Regions from separate parts of the Mus musculus genome. Here region 1 is linked to region 2. A link is a contact called in public Hi-C data. All regions are on one chromosome and are shown on one strand. Each heading gives the region's core, a stretch centred on a gene start, on an enhancer-like site or on the middle of the called end of the contact. The rest is flanking DNA. Distances are from core to core; before and after follow the strand shown. Region 1 has its middle 26 kb from the start of Zfp648. Region 2 has its middle 11 kb from the start of Gm30327.

Region 1 (6,940 bases), core at 2,343-4,842, 200 kb before region 2:
TGTTGTTGCAAGCCTGTGACTTGTCCAGAATTTGCCCTTTAGATGTCTAGTCTCATCCTGTCATCATCTGGGGAGAATAATCGCTCAAGGGCAGAGCGTGCTTTGCTTTCTCCAAGGCAAATGTGCTCTTTCTCAACCATCGGATGAAGCCCTGACCATGAAAATGTGTCTCTCCCTGCTCTGCTTTTCTTCCTCCTTCAGTGTCTCCCTGTGGCCTTTATCAGGCCATATTGCTAAACTCAGAAGGACAGAGAAGTCATATCCATGTGGCAGCAGGCTCCTTCCTTCCAGCGCAGCATGATCTGGGCGGCTGGGACAGCCATTGTTCAGAGCCCAGGCTGGCCATCAGCGTGGGGTGCATCCTTGAGGCCTTCTCTTGCTTCCTGTGAGTCACTCAGGTAACCAGGACAACTGCAGTGAAAACAAACAGCTTGTCAGCCCAAGTGGAGGTCCCAGCCCAAGGCATAGTTATGACAGTTGTTGAAATCTAGAGAAGCTGGGCCCATCCCTGGGACAGTAGTAGGAAGCCACTGCAATGGCTCTGGGAGTGGCAGCAGGAAGCCCAGGGGAATTAAAGGGCCTGATTTGCCATTTCTGGTGTCAGAATCTCCCAAAAGCTTTTCATGAAGAGGAACAGGAAGGGCAGAGTGGTGCCAGGTGAATTCCCACAGAAGTGTTACACCACAGACCACAGATCTTTCCTCCAACCTCATCCCACATTCACATCCCAGGCTTGCTCCTCTCCTACCTCTGCACCCACACTGCTCAATTGCTCTTTTGAGGCAGTAGCTTTGTAGGCGTTGTTCTGTCCTGCCTGCCTTGGAATCTTAGGTTCCCTAGCTCCAGTGAGCTGTGTGGCGCTTGCTACCTTGATAGGCATTCTGTGAACATCTTTTAGCTGAAAAGGAAAAGGAGAAAGAGAAAGCTTAGATTCCAAACAGCATCTCTGGGGTGTGAGGAACACAGAGTGCCTGTGGCCTTGGAGCGCTGTCTGGGTGCTTGTGCAGTGTGCTGTAGTGAGAGAGACACTGTACAGGGACACGAGCTCTGAGCTGCTGACCTTAAAGAGAATGACAGACTCCTTGCTTAGAGTACCCCTGCTTGCAAGTAGGGTGAGTTACTCTGCTGACATCTGCAGGTATGTCTGTCTGGATGTCCACTTCTTCCATGGCTGTGCTTCCCCAATAGTAACTCTGGATCTGCCTTGGCTTTGAGCGCTTTATCACAGACCTTGGCCCATTTCAGACAGCCAGTGAGTGCATGCTAAAGTGTGTGCACCTCCTCTGCGTCTGCTTCTAGGAGCCCTTGCTATCCTTGGGCAGTGTGCTGCTTCAGCCCCTTCTCTGTCTATAGCGTCACAGGAGCCCCAGAGATGAATTCTCTTCCTTCCCTCCACCCAGTTCTCCTCTAGAGTCTGAGTGTTGTTCCCTGAGACCTTGCAGCCTACAAGACTTTTTATACAGGGACAATGTAGGTCAGATGCTCTAATGGACTGAAGAATAAACTGCTTGAAAAAAGTCTCAAGGAAAAGCATTACCTTGAGTTGACTTCTTGTATTCAACTCACACACAATGGCTATGCTACAGACACATGCACACATGAATGTAGGTACACACACACATGCGCACACACACACACACACACACACACACACACACACACACACACACACATACACATACACCAACCACATTTCCAACATGGCACCAACACCATCCTTGGCAATTGGTGAGATTAATTCCCTTCCAGATGCTCAGACCCCCTTAGGGAAGCACTGGTTCTTCTCAAACTTTGGTGGCAAATGCATCCTATAATTGTTGTCCTGGTCCCAGGTGACTCATCTCCCCAGCATCAATTTCTTCCTTGCTGTGGTTGGGCTGAGATTTCATCTGTGTTGGGGGCCTGATCCCTGGAATGGCAGAACTGAGAGCTAGGAGAGCCTCCAAGAGATGAGGCCTAGTGGGAACAACTTAGGTGGTTAGAGATGTGCCCCCCCAAGAGTCATCCCCAAGGAAGGTCTATTAGAGGAGCAATCTGACCCCTACATTTCTCCCTTGCTTTCTTTATTAAGATGTAATTCCTTGCTCTGGAATACACTCTTGTCATTTCCATCCTCACCAGAGCTGAACAACACTAGAACCTCAGACCTTCGAAACTGTTTGTCATAAAAATAGCCTTGTTTATTTCATTATGGTAACAAAAAATCCTAATACACACTTGATCTACTTCCAGGTATGGTATGGCTGTCACAACATACTGATGCTCGTCTGTAGTATGTCAATGATAGTCATACATCAGCCTTCATCTGTTCCACTCCACTCCCCCACTCCCATTACAGTGCAGACATATACCTGTCACAAACATACTCAAGAATGATACAGTCCCTCGTTTGAGCCCTGAGCTCTATCCTACACATGGAATTTCTTGAAGTACAGATAAAGAGGGGCCTGTGGAGCGTCAACCACTGTGATAGCTCATTGGATAGGTCAACTCTATACCTCACATGACATAAGAATCCATGAAAAACTCCGCATAGGTACCAAAGACCAGCCATGCCATTGGGCCAGATCAATGTATATTATTGAATTCCTTAGCTTACACAGTATAATGTGCATACATTCAACAATTATAACAGAGAGAGAAAGAGAGAAAAAGAGAGGGAGAGGGAAAAGAGGAAGGAGGAAGAGAGATGGAAAGAAGGGGAAAGACTTCATCAGATTCAATTTGAGCATCTAAACATGGGCTCTGGAGAAGGCAAAGGGCGGGGACCAGCATGAAGCTATGATCTCCCATTGAACTATTTGGTGAGCTATAAACTCTGCCTGTCCATTTGAGGCAGACTGGGCTTGATCTGAGTATCCAGCACAGGAAAGGTGAGAGCCAGCCCCTGCCTATGAGACTGTCTCACAGTCATGTGAATGGCCTTGCTTAAGGCTACACAGTAATGGGAGTAGGTGGGGTTGGGGGTAGTGGATTGGAGCATCAGTGTGTTATATAGCTTCTCCGGGCCAGAGACACTGCTGTGCCTCTATGTTTCATCTAGAACTGAATTCTGAGTCAGGTTTACACTTGAGTAACTCACTTAAATCCTGGGAGCATTAAGAGATCTTCCAGGTTGGGACACATGACTACACTATAAGGATGTTTTATTTGGTGTGTTTGTTGTTGTAGGAGTAGTTTGTTGCTGTTGTTTGTTTGCTTGCTTGCTTACTTGCTTTCTCTCCTAAGTGAAGTTCAGATCACAGAAGTGACTTGCTCAAGACCACAAAGATATCAGAGGCATGAGTCTTTTGATGCTTAATTCACAAAAGCTTCCTCCTTTGAAACTCCAAATCGTGGCCATTATCTGGTCTGAGACTCAACATGGAGCCAGGGCAGGAGAGGGATCCAGCAGTAGTCAGACTTAACCGCATCAGGCACAGCGCCCATGTTCCTCCAGGTCGCCCTTTTGGGAGGCAGTGATGTCTAAGTGCTCACTCAGTCCATGGCTGAGAACATAGAATCAGAAGGCAGCTGACGTACACACGGTCTGGACTACCCATGTGAGGCTGAGAGAGAAGTGAAAGCTCTGGGCATCTGTTCCCTGTCTGTACAATGTGACCAGAGCAGGCAGCTGCTTCATCCAGTTCCTTTGAGCTAGGCTAATCAGTGTAACCCACTAGAACTCTGCGTGGCACAGCTGTAAGTATTCAGCTTAGTATTGTTGCTACTGCCAGCTGTTCTTTGTTTGTGTGATCACCTTATTCATATGTTAGAAGGTTTTAAAAGATAGGAAGAGGAGGAGGGCTTGACTTGAGTAGCTGAAAAGAAGAGAAGAGGGGGGAGGGAGAGAAGGAAGCAGCAGAAGAAAGGGGAAAGGAGGAGGAGGAAAGATGGAGGGAGAAGGAGAGAAAGAAAGGCTCAATTAATTATGAAGAGATGGCAAGCTAACAGCAGTTGTTGCAGGCCCTAGACACCACCACCACCACCACCACCACCACCACCACCACCACCACCCCCAGTCACATGCTGTTGCCCCTATAAAGCTAAGCCAGGCATTCGAACTGGGCTTCCTCAGAAACAGTTGCTATGGCTGAGGAGCACAGACAACCTGGTTTCTCTCTTCCTCCAGGCTTTGATCTTATCCACCCATCACACAGGCCCCAGTGCAGTCTGATCACAATACAAAGCACCGATGAAGCCACTGTGTAACCAGGCCGCCAGCAGCTCCATGCTGCCTCAGACGTACGGCACACAGGCATCTGCTTCTTGGCCTGGCTCTCAGGGTCCAGGGTAAAGTTTCTCATATTTAAAGCTTCCTCCAGGCTTCCTCCCAAGAAGAACCTAGATGCTAACCCATTATGGTCCTCTTGCTCTCTTGTTCCTCCTCACAGGATCCAATCAGCTCTTTTCCCCAGGGAGCTGCTGGTGCCTGACTTTGTTTATTTGTTCCCCCCAAAGGTGGAGCATATGAGGAAGGAAACTGAAGTGGCCCTTGTTGTGGTAGAGAATTGGCTTTGATGAGGAAACAGAGGGGCTGGGAGGCTGAGAATATGTCCCTTGCATGTGCACAACACCCTCTCTAGAGAGAGGATTGCAAGAGGCTTGTTGAAGAAGTATTGTTAGATTTGGATTAGTTAGGTGTCCCAGCTATTATAATATGCAAATACTCAATCCTCAGTGACTTAATACAGTAGATGTTTATTTCTCTGTCTTGCAAAATGCAGTCTGGGGATGTCCTCAGGCAATCAAGCTGGCAGAGGCACAGCCTTCTTCAACAAGCAGCTTCCAGAATCAGTGGGAGTGTAGGTCCCCAGCCTCAGAGAGAGAGGAGCAGGCAATCAAAGAGGAGCAGAGACTCCTCAAGTCAGTCTTAGGAATGGTGTGTATCACTTATCACTTTGGTCCATATTACATTAGCTGGAACTCAACCCTGGGGCTTCTCTGCCCTCAGAGAACTTGGATAATATAGCTCATGTTGGAGTACCCTTTCTAGCAACTGCACAACACAGGCAAGGGGCATGACTATGGTAGAACCAGCCAACTATTGCCAGCTCCCAATAAGAGACTTTGTAGAATGAGATTCATTAACAGGATCCCAGCTCTTCCTGAAGTGGAAGATAGGGAGAGACAAGACCTAAGGAAGAGTGGGGCATGAAGCAGTCTAGGGAGTGTGGAAAACAGGCTCACGGGAGTGCCCAGGCCACACTCAGCTGAGCTTCAGGACAGCAGCACCTGCATACAAGACAGAATGAGTGGCTACTGACCCATAGCCAGCGTACAAGCATGGCAGACTGGCATGGAGCTGGAAGGGTGATATCAGAGCCATTGAACCAAGGTGCCTGAAAGGGGTTGGCACAAGAGCCCTTTTAATGCTTTGTTTGAGCAGAACAACGGAAACTTAGGTCTGTCCCAGGGATGATGAGGAGGTCGTGAGCAATGGGAGAAACAATCCTCACATTTCTATTTGTCCAAAAAAAAAGTTAGGAGTACTGACTGGAACATGCTGAGTCCCCAAAGAATGGGGTGTGTTCAAGCAGTGTGAGGAGTATCATGGCAGTCTGAAGGCATGGACTCAAATGGATACATTCCAGTTTTCAAAATAAAGCAGGTAAAATGACTTAATGTCCTCAATGCCAGGCAAAACCTCTGACTGTACGATTATTTGACATGTGTTGCTACACACCTGTTGTATGTTGAATTCTGTTCTGGGCCCTGGAATGCATCAGTAAACAAAATAACAGAATCCACTCCTTTGGTGTGACAGAGGTAGAGATGTAGCAGAGTGTGACTATATATATATATAATTTTTAAGAAAATACTTTAATATAAGGTTTGCTGGAAACCTGACATTGATGTTGCCCTGTTGCCCTGGTGTTGGGAGGTGAAGCCAGTGAGAGATGAGTAGTCTCGAAGGTAGAGCCTTATGAATGAATTAATGTTATTCCAAGTGTGGATTTATTAGAGAAGTGAGTTTAGACCTCCTCTCCTCTCCTCTCCTCTCCTCTCCTCTCTCTCTCTCTCTCTCTCTCTCTCTCTCTCTCTCTCTCTCTCTCTCTCTCTCTCTCTCGTCCTCCTGTCTTCCTCCATGGGATGACAGATCATAAAGGCCCTTGCCAGTTAGAAGGACCATTCTTGGATGTCCCAGCTTCCAGGACCATGATCCAAGATATTTTTATGAATAAATTGTCCAGTCTCAGACAAACTTTGATACCAAAAGAAAATGAGCAAAACCAAGTTTATCAATGAACATGTTGGGATTATAAAGGGCCTAAAGTAGTGTGAGAGTAAGCCCAAGAACTAGCCTCAGCATATTCCAGAGTTGGGAAAACAGGAACCATCATGAAGAGACCAAGAAAGATGACCTAGAAGACAGAGAGGGTGGTACTCTGGGGGCTCAGTGGAGATAAAGGCTCCCAGGAAGGGAAGGATATACTGCGTCCCTCCTGTTGAGAAGTCTCTTAAGACAGCAGCTGAGAACTGAGCATTGAGAAGGCTGGTTAAAGGAACTGTTAATGAATCTTTGGAAAGAGCAGTGGTGATTAGCAGTCAAGACTGAGTAACTAAGAACAGATTTTTCTGAATGAATTTTTAATTATTTCATTATTATTTTTAAGACAATGGCCCATGCAATACCAATACCATACATAGTAAGTTCAGATTTCAATACAGTGTTTGAAAAAAGGGAATCGTCAGGTATCCTCAAACATCATGGCAAAAAAAGGTCCCATGAAACATTGACATGCTCTTGGTTTGTTTAGGAGTTTTAGCCAGGACTCAAGACAGAGTGATTCATTGGAGTGAAATCCCAATTCACAAGTGTTACAAAATTAAATTAAATAATAAATAAACAAATAAATAAATGGCAAGATGCAAGCACACAGACAACTCACAGGATCCTAAATAATTCTGGTGAGTTAGAATGAGGGATATATATATATAACAAAATATATTTAACAAA
Region 2 (6,435 bases), core at 3,782-6,281:
CAAACCAAGGCATGGGATCTTATACTCTTGTTGTTCCCTCCCCTGTGCCAGCTCCAGGGTGGGCCTTCCCATTAAAGGACCAGGCTTTTCTCACAAGCTCATTGAACTTAGTTTTTAATCTAAGTAGATGTATAAGATGCAAAAAGCAAACATAAGGGTTTAAGTACCCCTAAAGCTGAATAGTACACTAGGGAAAATCAGGTAATAGCGCTCTGGGCATGCTCCCTTGCTGCGGAAGTCTTGAAGTTGGCTTAATCTGACCTAGCTAGAGTTGATTACACCATCTATTGTTCTGAAGAGACAAGCTGACTCCTTGACAGGCATCAAATTGGCGGTTCAGGAGATTAAGCCTAAAAATCCAGACTTTAGGCAGCTGGTCAGAAACTCCCTGCCATCAGAAACTGCCCCTATCACCTGGCCTGAAGCAAAAACAATGGGTCAGCAGTTTCCAGCCAACCCCCACTCTGAATAATGGAATGTCCTTAGAGATAGAATAAGACAAAGCCCACCTACCCCGGGGATTCCTCATCAACAGTTTCCAGCCACTACCCCTTCCTCCCCAGGAACGGTTCTGGAATGCCTAGAGATAGGGTAAGGCAAAGTCCACCTACCCTGGACTTCCCCTAACGTGCTTTGAGTCAGGCCTACGAGCTCACTTGGTTGTCTCTCTATCTTGGTAATGGGAGACCCCAGGATGCTGGAGTTCTACAGAATAAAACACTCTTTGCATTGACATATTTTTTGAGTCCAGGGTATCAGTCTTTGGTGAATCATGGACTTCTTCCCTGCTTGTGGTACTCCCAGTCCTTCCAGAGTGGGCTGATGAACCCCAAATCTAAGACACCTGGCTCTTGAACCCATTCCTGAAGAATAGCTAGTGGCTGTTCTCATCTATACCCTCATTCTCCTGTCTGGTTCTATTCCTAATAACATCTAATATTGCAAGAACTCTGTCCCTGGGAACTGAGAATCACACCGCCACTACAGGAATGGCCTTTGCAGAGCTCAGGGATAAACCATTTGTCTTCTTTAGCATCAACAATACACCCAAGCCAGGTGTCGAGGACTCGCCTTTAATCCCAGCACATGGGAGGCAGGGGTAGGCTGATCTCTGTGAGTTCTGGGCCTGCCTGGTCTATATAGTGAGTTCCTGGCCAGTTAGGGCTACATAAAAGAACCTTGTCTCCAAAGCAAACAAAGCATATACCCACTTAGTTTTGAGCCTTGGTCTCAGTTGTCAGGTAACTGGCTGATACTCTTTTCCAATGGAAGCTCCCTGGTCAAAGGTGGGGACAGATCCAGAGAGACAGTGAGCAGATAGATACAAAGCATCCTTCTATGTCCACCTCTCATCCCGGGTATCCTGCCCCACACTGCCTACAGATCTCACCGGGGAGTCTGCTCCTTCTGCCTGCCTGATGTGTGGAGGTTGGATGAAGAGGTACCGGTTCTCGATGCTAATTCATAATTAACTCTAGCTAAGAATGTTGCCTGAGTCTCAGAAAGCAAGTGTCTGTTCTTGAAATGTTGACCGCTGCCTTAGGAGTCCATTCTCATGACAAGTACCCAGAAGGGAATGCCAGTGCATTGGACATCAAATAAGAGATAGAGGCAAGACCAGTCATTGAAGAAAGAGCACAGGAAATTTCACCAAGGTGCCAGAGAGGTTGTCTCTAAGCTGCAGATTCGGGGCCCCTTTTCCTTGTGTCTGTGCTGTCCCATGGTTTACTATGAGCAAGAGTGGATCTTAGCATGGGTGGAAGGAATCACCTGTCAAGTCCGTTTTCCAAATGCAGAATAAGTTTCCTCATGACGCCATCACATCAGGAAATCTCAGCGAAAGCTGAGAGACAAACACAATGACTCATATCTGTAATGCCAGCATTTGAAAGGCTGAGGCAGGATCGCCACAAATTTTAGGCGAGCTTGGGCTACGCAGTGAGTTCCAGGCCAGCTTGAACTATGTAGTAAGACCCTGTTTCAAAATAAAACCTAATGAAATACAAGAAAACCCAAGAAGAAGGAGGAGGAGGAGGAGGGAGGGGATCGGGAAGGGAGAGAAACTGGACAGTTGGTACAAAGGCCTTCAGCTACTGCTAGCCTGAGACACAGGCTCCAGTGAAGACCTTAACTTTAACCGAGGACAGAGGGTGAGTTGAAAGCCACATGAGAGATTGTTCACTCAGGTCTGCAGAAAGCAAACTCAGAGACAGACCCAGGCACCCAAGGACCCCACAAGCACAGGTTACCCCTCAGAACATGCTCCAGAGATGTTCAGGGAATCAGAGGGAGGCCAAGTAAAGAAGCCAAAAGGGAGCTGTCTGCTATAGCACGGAAACTGCTCCAAGTCGGGAGCTGGCAGGTTTCCAAGGCAGGTCAGCCCCCCAGCTCAACTCAGGGACTCCTACGCCTCCTATTCTTTGCCTGACTGTTTCTGTCTTTCTGTTTTATCTCCTGCCTCAGCCTCCAGCCCCCACCCCACACTCATTGTGTCATCCTCAACTGAGCTTGTTTCCCCAGGGCCTGCAGCTGTGGCCGGCTGGCCCAGTGACAGTCACACCCCAGCTTTGGAAAGGGAACTAACTTATGAGGTCTCAGAGGAAGCTAGGGTAGGACATGGTGGGGACAGGACAGACACCAGAGCTTGTGCTAGACTCCTGGCATGGCAGAGAGTGACTGAGCATGCCCATCCTCACGCCGCCCACACCCCATATTGCCTGTTGTCTCTTGAGGAATTCTAAAGTAGGGGCGAGAAGGTAAGGTTTCTGAGGAGAGAAGCTGTCAGAATACAGGAGAGAGAAGGGCAGGTGTAGAAACGTGGCAACAGACCAAGCTTAGCACTTGAGAGACAGAGGCAGCGAGATCGTATGGCTAATCTCATGGGGTGAACTGCCCACTTTTCCCACTATCATCCTGTAGAGTCCTCAGGAAATGATAATTAAGGAATAGTGACAGGTTAAACTGTACATGTAAAGTTGTGTGTGTGTGTGTATGTTTGCACTCATACATGTGTTTTATTTTGAAACAGGGTCTTCCAGCGGTGCAGTGGTGGCATATACCTTATCCCAGGGCTCCGGAAGCAGATCTCTGAATTTGAGGCTAGACTGGTCTACAGAGCAGTTCCAGGATAGCCAGAAGGGCTGTCTCAACAACAACAAAACCAAACCAAACCAAACCAAACCAAAAGAATTGAGAGAGAGGGGGGAAGGAGAGAGAGAGAGAGAGAGAGAGAGAGAGAGAGAGAGAGAGAGAGAGATTGATTCTTTATGTGCCCCAGACTCCAGACTGGCCTGGCCTTGAATTAACTCTTCCTAGGCTACACAGTGAATTGAAGGCTTGCCCAACGATCCTAGTGAGAGCCTTTCTTAAAATCAAAACAGAACAGAAGATCTGGGGCTGTAACGCATTGCTAGAGTGCTTGCCTAGCATGTGCAAGACCCCATACTTAGGATCCAGAAACAAAATGCCTAGCTAATTAAAGTTAAAGATTCAGGAGGGTTCATCAAGTCTTGGAGGATTCAGAGCTGTTATGATTCCCTGCTGGATATGACACCATCTGCTCTTTGGTCCTTGTTGTCCCCAAGTTTTCTAATAAAGATTTGACCCATATATAATAAAAAAAAAAAGTACCTTGGCAAAATGTAACCTGTCACGCACCCATTCCATGGCAACGACACGTTTGCTCTGGCACTGTGATGTGACAAGAACACGAACTTGAGAACCAGGCACTCGGCAAAAGTCTGGCATGAGTTTTAGCTGGGCAAACCTCTGTAACGCAGGCTGTCCCAGCTCCACCATGCACAGTTGTGAGAAACAGCGAGAGGGTCTACGTTCCCTACTGACATGCGCTTGGCACTCAGTAGGTGTGCTGGTCAGAACTGTCAGCTTGACACAAACCTAGACATATCTGGGGAGAGTTAATCTTAGCTGAGAAAGTGCCTCCAGAAGATTGGCCTCTAAGCAGCAAATCTATAGGGCATTTTCTTAGTGGTTGGTGTAGGAGGGCCCAGCCTGTTGTGGATGGTGCCACCCTTAGACAGGTGGTTCTGGGGTGTTTAAGAAAGCAGGCTGAGCAAGCCAGAGGGACCAAGCGAATAAGCAGCACTCCTCCATGACCTCTACATCAGTTCCTGCCTCCAGTTTCTTACCTCGCTTGAGTTCCTCCCGTGACTTCCCGGGATGATGGACTATAAGCTGTAGGATAAAATTAACCATTTCCTCCCCCATATTGCTTCTACTCTCGATGTTCTATCACGACAGTAGAAGCCCTGACTGAGACGGTAGGCGAAGGCTGCTGCTATCCTATCAGAAGTCAGCACTCTCTACAGTACTTCCATCCAAAAATGGCTATTGTGAATGGTGGGTTGACTAGGCCTATACCACCCTGAATGGGCCCAGAACTGTCTAGTCTCAGAAGCATTGGTGAAGTGATAAACCATGCCTCTGAGAACAGGGTCAGAACTATGGTATGGACTGTGGGTCAAATTCTACCAGCTACCCACTTAGCACTGACTGAGAGGGATTCTCAGTTTTAAGCCCTTTAGGTAGGAAGGAGGTGTCTGTCACGAAGAAAATCGAAGCCAGAGGATTAGAAGTTCAGGGTCATTCTCAGGTATGGGTTGCCTGGGCTAGCCTGAGCTAATGAGATTCTGTTTCAACTAAACAACAATAAGAACAAAACCCACATGAAACACCTATCTTTAATATTTCAGGGTCCACAGATGGTTTCTCAGGAAGACAGCCACACTCACTCATTTACATGTCTTCTATGGTGGCTGTGGCATTTCAATGGCAGACCTAAGTAGGTGCCACAGAGCCCCCGAGGTTGACAAAGCTTAGTATCCTTCTTGTCCCTACAGAAAAAGATTGGTCAGTCCTCCGTTAGGATCAATAGACCAATGCCAGCCCAGGCTGAGACAATTTTTTTTTCCCCTCAGTCACCAGAAAGTCCTCACCAGCACACACATACTCTCTCCTTGGCTCATTCATCAGGATGTTGTTAACACCAGCTGGCCTCCACTGTGGAAAGCGTAAGACAGGATTAGGCTGTAAAATATGACTGTTATTTTCTGAGCAAGCATGGGGGGTGCGATTCCAGTCACCCCTACTGAAAACCACTCAATGTGCTCTTTGTCCTCCAGGCCCTTGATCTCTCATTCTTATTACAATTTCTCAGGGCCTGCTGTGTCCTATTTGAACTGGCTCAGCCAGGGGTAAAAGAAAAAAAGAAGAAAAAAGAAGTTGGGCTTTGTCCACACCTTCAATCAGACTGGAGAGAGGTCAAAAAGAAGAAAATGAGGAAGAAGAAGAATTAAAATAAAACTTAGTGTTGCCTGTGTAGCAGGCACTTTGATGAAATATGGTAATTTGTCCTCATTAGGGTTACTGTTGCTAAGATGAAACACCAGGACCAAAGACAAGCCCAGGAGGAAACAGTTTATTTGACTAACACTTCTATACCACTGTTCAACATCGATAGAAAGTCAAGGCAGGAACTCAAACAGGGGAGGGACCTGGAGGCAGGACCTGATTGATGCGGGAGTCATGGAAGGGTGCTGCTTATGGGCTTTTCCCCCATGGTTTGCTCAGCCTACTTTCTTATAGAACCCAGCACCACCAGCCCAAGGGTGGTTCCCACCCACAATAGGCTGGGCCCTCCCCCACCAATCACTAATTAAGAAAATGCCCTACAGGCTTGTCTACAGCCAGATCTAGGGAGGCATTTTCTCAGTTGAGGCTCCTTCTCTGATGACCCCAGCTGGTGTCAGGTTGTTATAAAACCATCCAGTACAGTAATGAATAAGAAAAAGTCCTCAAGAGAGCAGGAGACAAGGAAGGAAAAGACTTCATAAAACAATGTAATGAATGCTATAATAGAAGTATGCACAGCATGAGGGGAGGAAAAGGTAATTCATGTGTTATGGTCCTGAAGAGGAACATTAGAAGAACTCATGGGAAGGTCACCAGACAATCAATTCTTCTTCTTCTCCTCCTCCTCCTTGCCTGACCTTCTCCTCCTCCTCCTTTTAAATGTATGTCTATGAGTGTTTTGCCTGTATGTATGTCTGTATACCAAAATAAAACACATGAACGACTCCAATAAGAAAGCCTTTGCCCAAGAGGCCCTGAATGATGGAGAAGCTGCCAAGGTGAGAGGAGAGGGCAAAGACCTCATGATCCAACAAGCCAGGTCACATGTGGACATTTGAGCAGGAGGGCTGGGCAGGAGCAGGACTCCGGGAAATAAACTGGGATTATACTGTAAAGGACTCATGGCACCTCTGTTAGCCAAGGAGCAAAGCTCTACCCTCAAAGATGTGAAGAGAACAGAGAGAGAATCAAGCATGTGCTTTCAAGGTTACCCTTGGTTACAACACAGAGGGATTCACTGGCTTAGAGAAAGCTTGAATTTAAATAAACAAATGAGGGCTGGAG

Evidence for each region. Hi-C and Micro-C count contacts between places; a contact is called where the count stands out from the background.
Region 1: a contact with region 2 is called in a Hi-C map of muscle stem cells, with 2.1 times the contacts expected there. The contact joins two enhancer-like sites. A contact is called at or near these places in 7 of 484 Hi-C or Micro-C datasets (the G1E-ER4 cell line, cerebral cortex, liver and 2 more).

The regions. Positions count from the first base shown.
Region 1 is chr1:154,172,158-154,179,097 of GRCm38.p6, reverse strand. No RefSeq gene overlaps it. Among named protein-coding and RNA genes, the nearest start is that of Zfp648, 26 kb to the left of the region's middle. Within about 2 kb of position 3,592, at least 36 of the 459 cell types and tissues checked have an H3K27ac peak or open chromatin away from gene starts, as enhancers often do. A contact at or near this core is called in muscle stem cells, where this site is marked.
Region 2 is chr1:153,977,152-153,983,586 of GRCm38.p6, reverse strand. No RefSeq gene overlaps it. Among named protein-coding and RNA genes, the nearest start is that of Gm30327, 11 kb to the left of the region's middle. Within about 2 kb of position 5,031, at least 24 of the 459 cell types and tissues checked have an H3K27ac peak or open chromatin away from gene starts, as enhancers often do. A contact at or near this core is called in muscle stem cells, where this site is marked.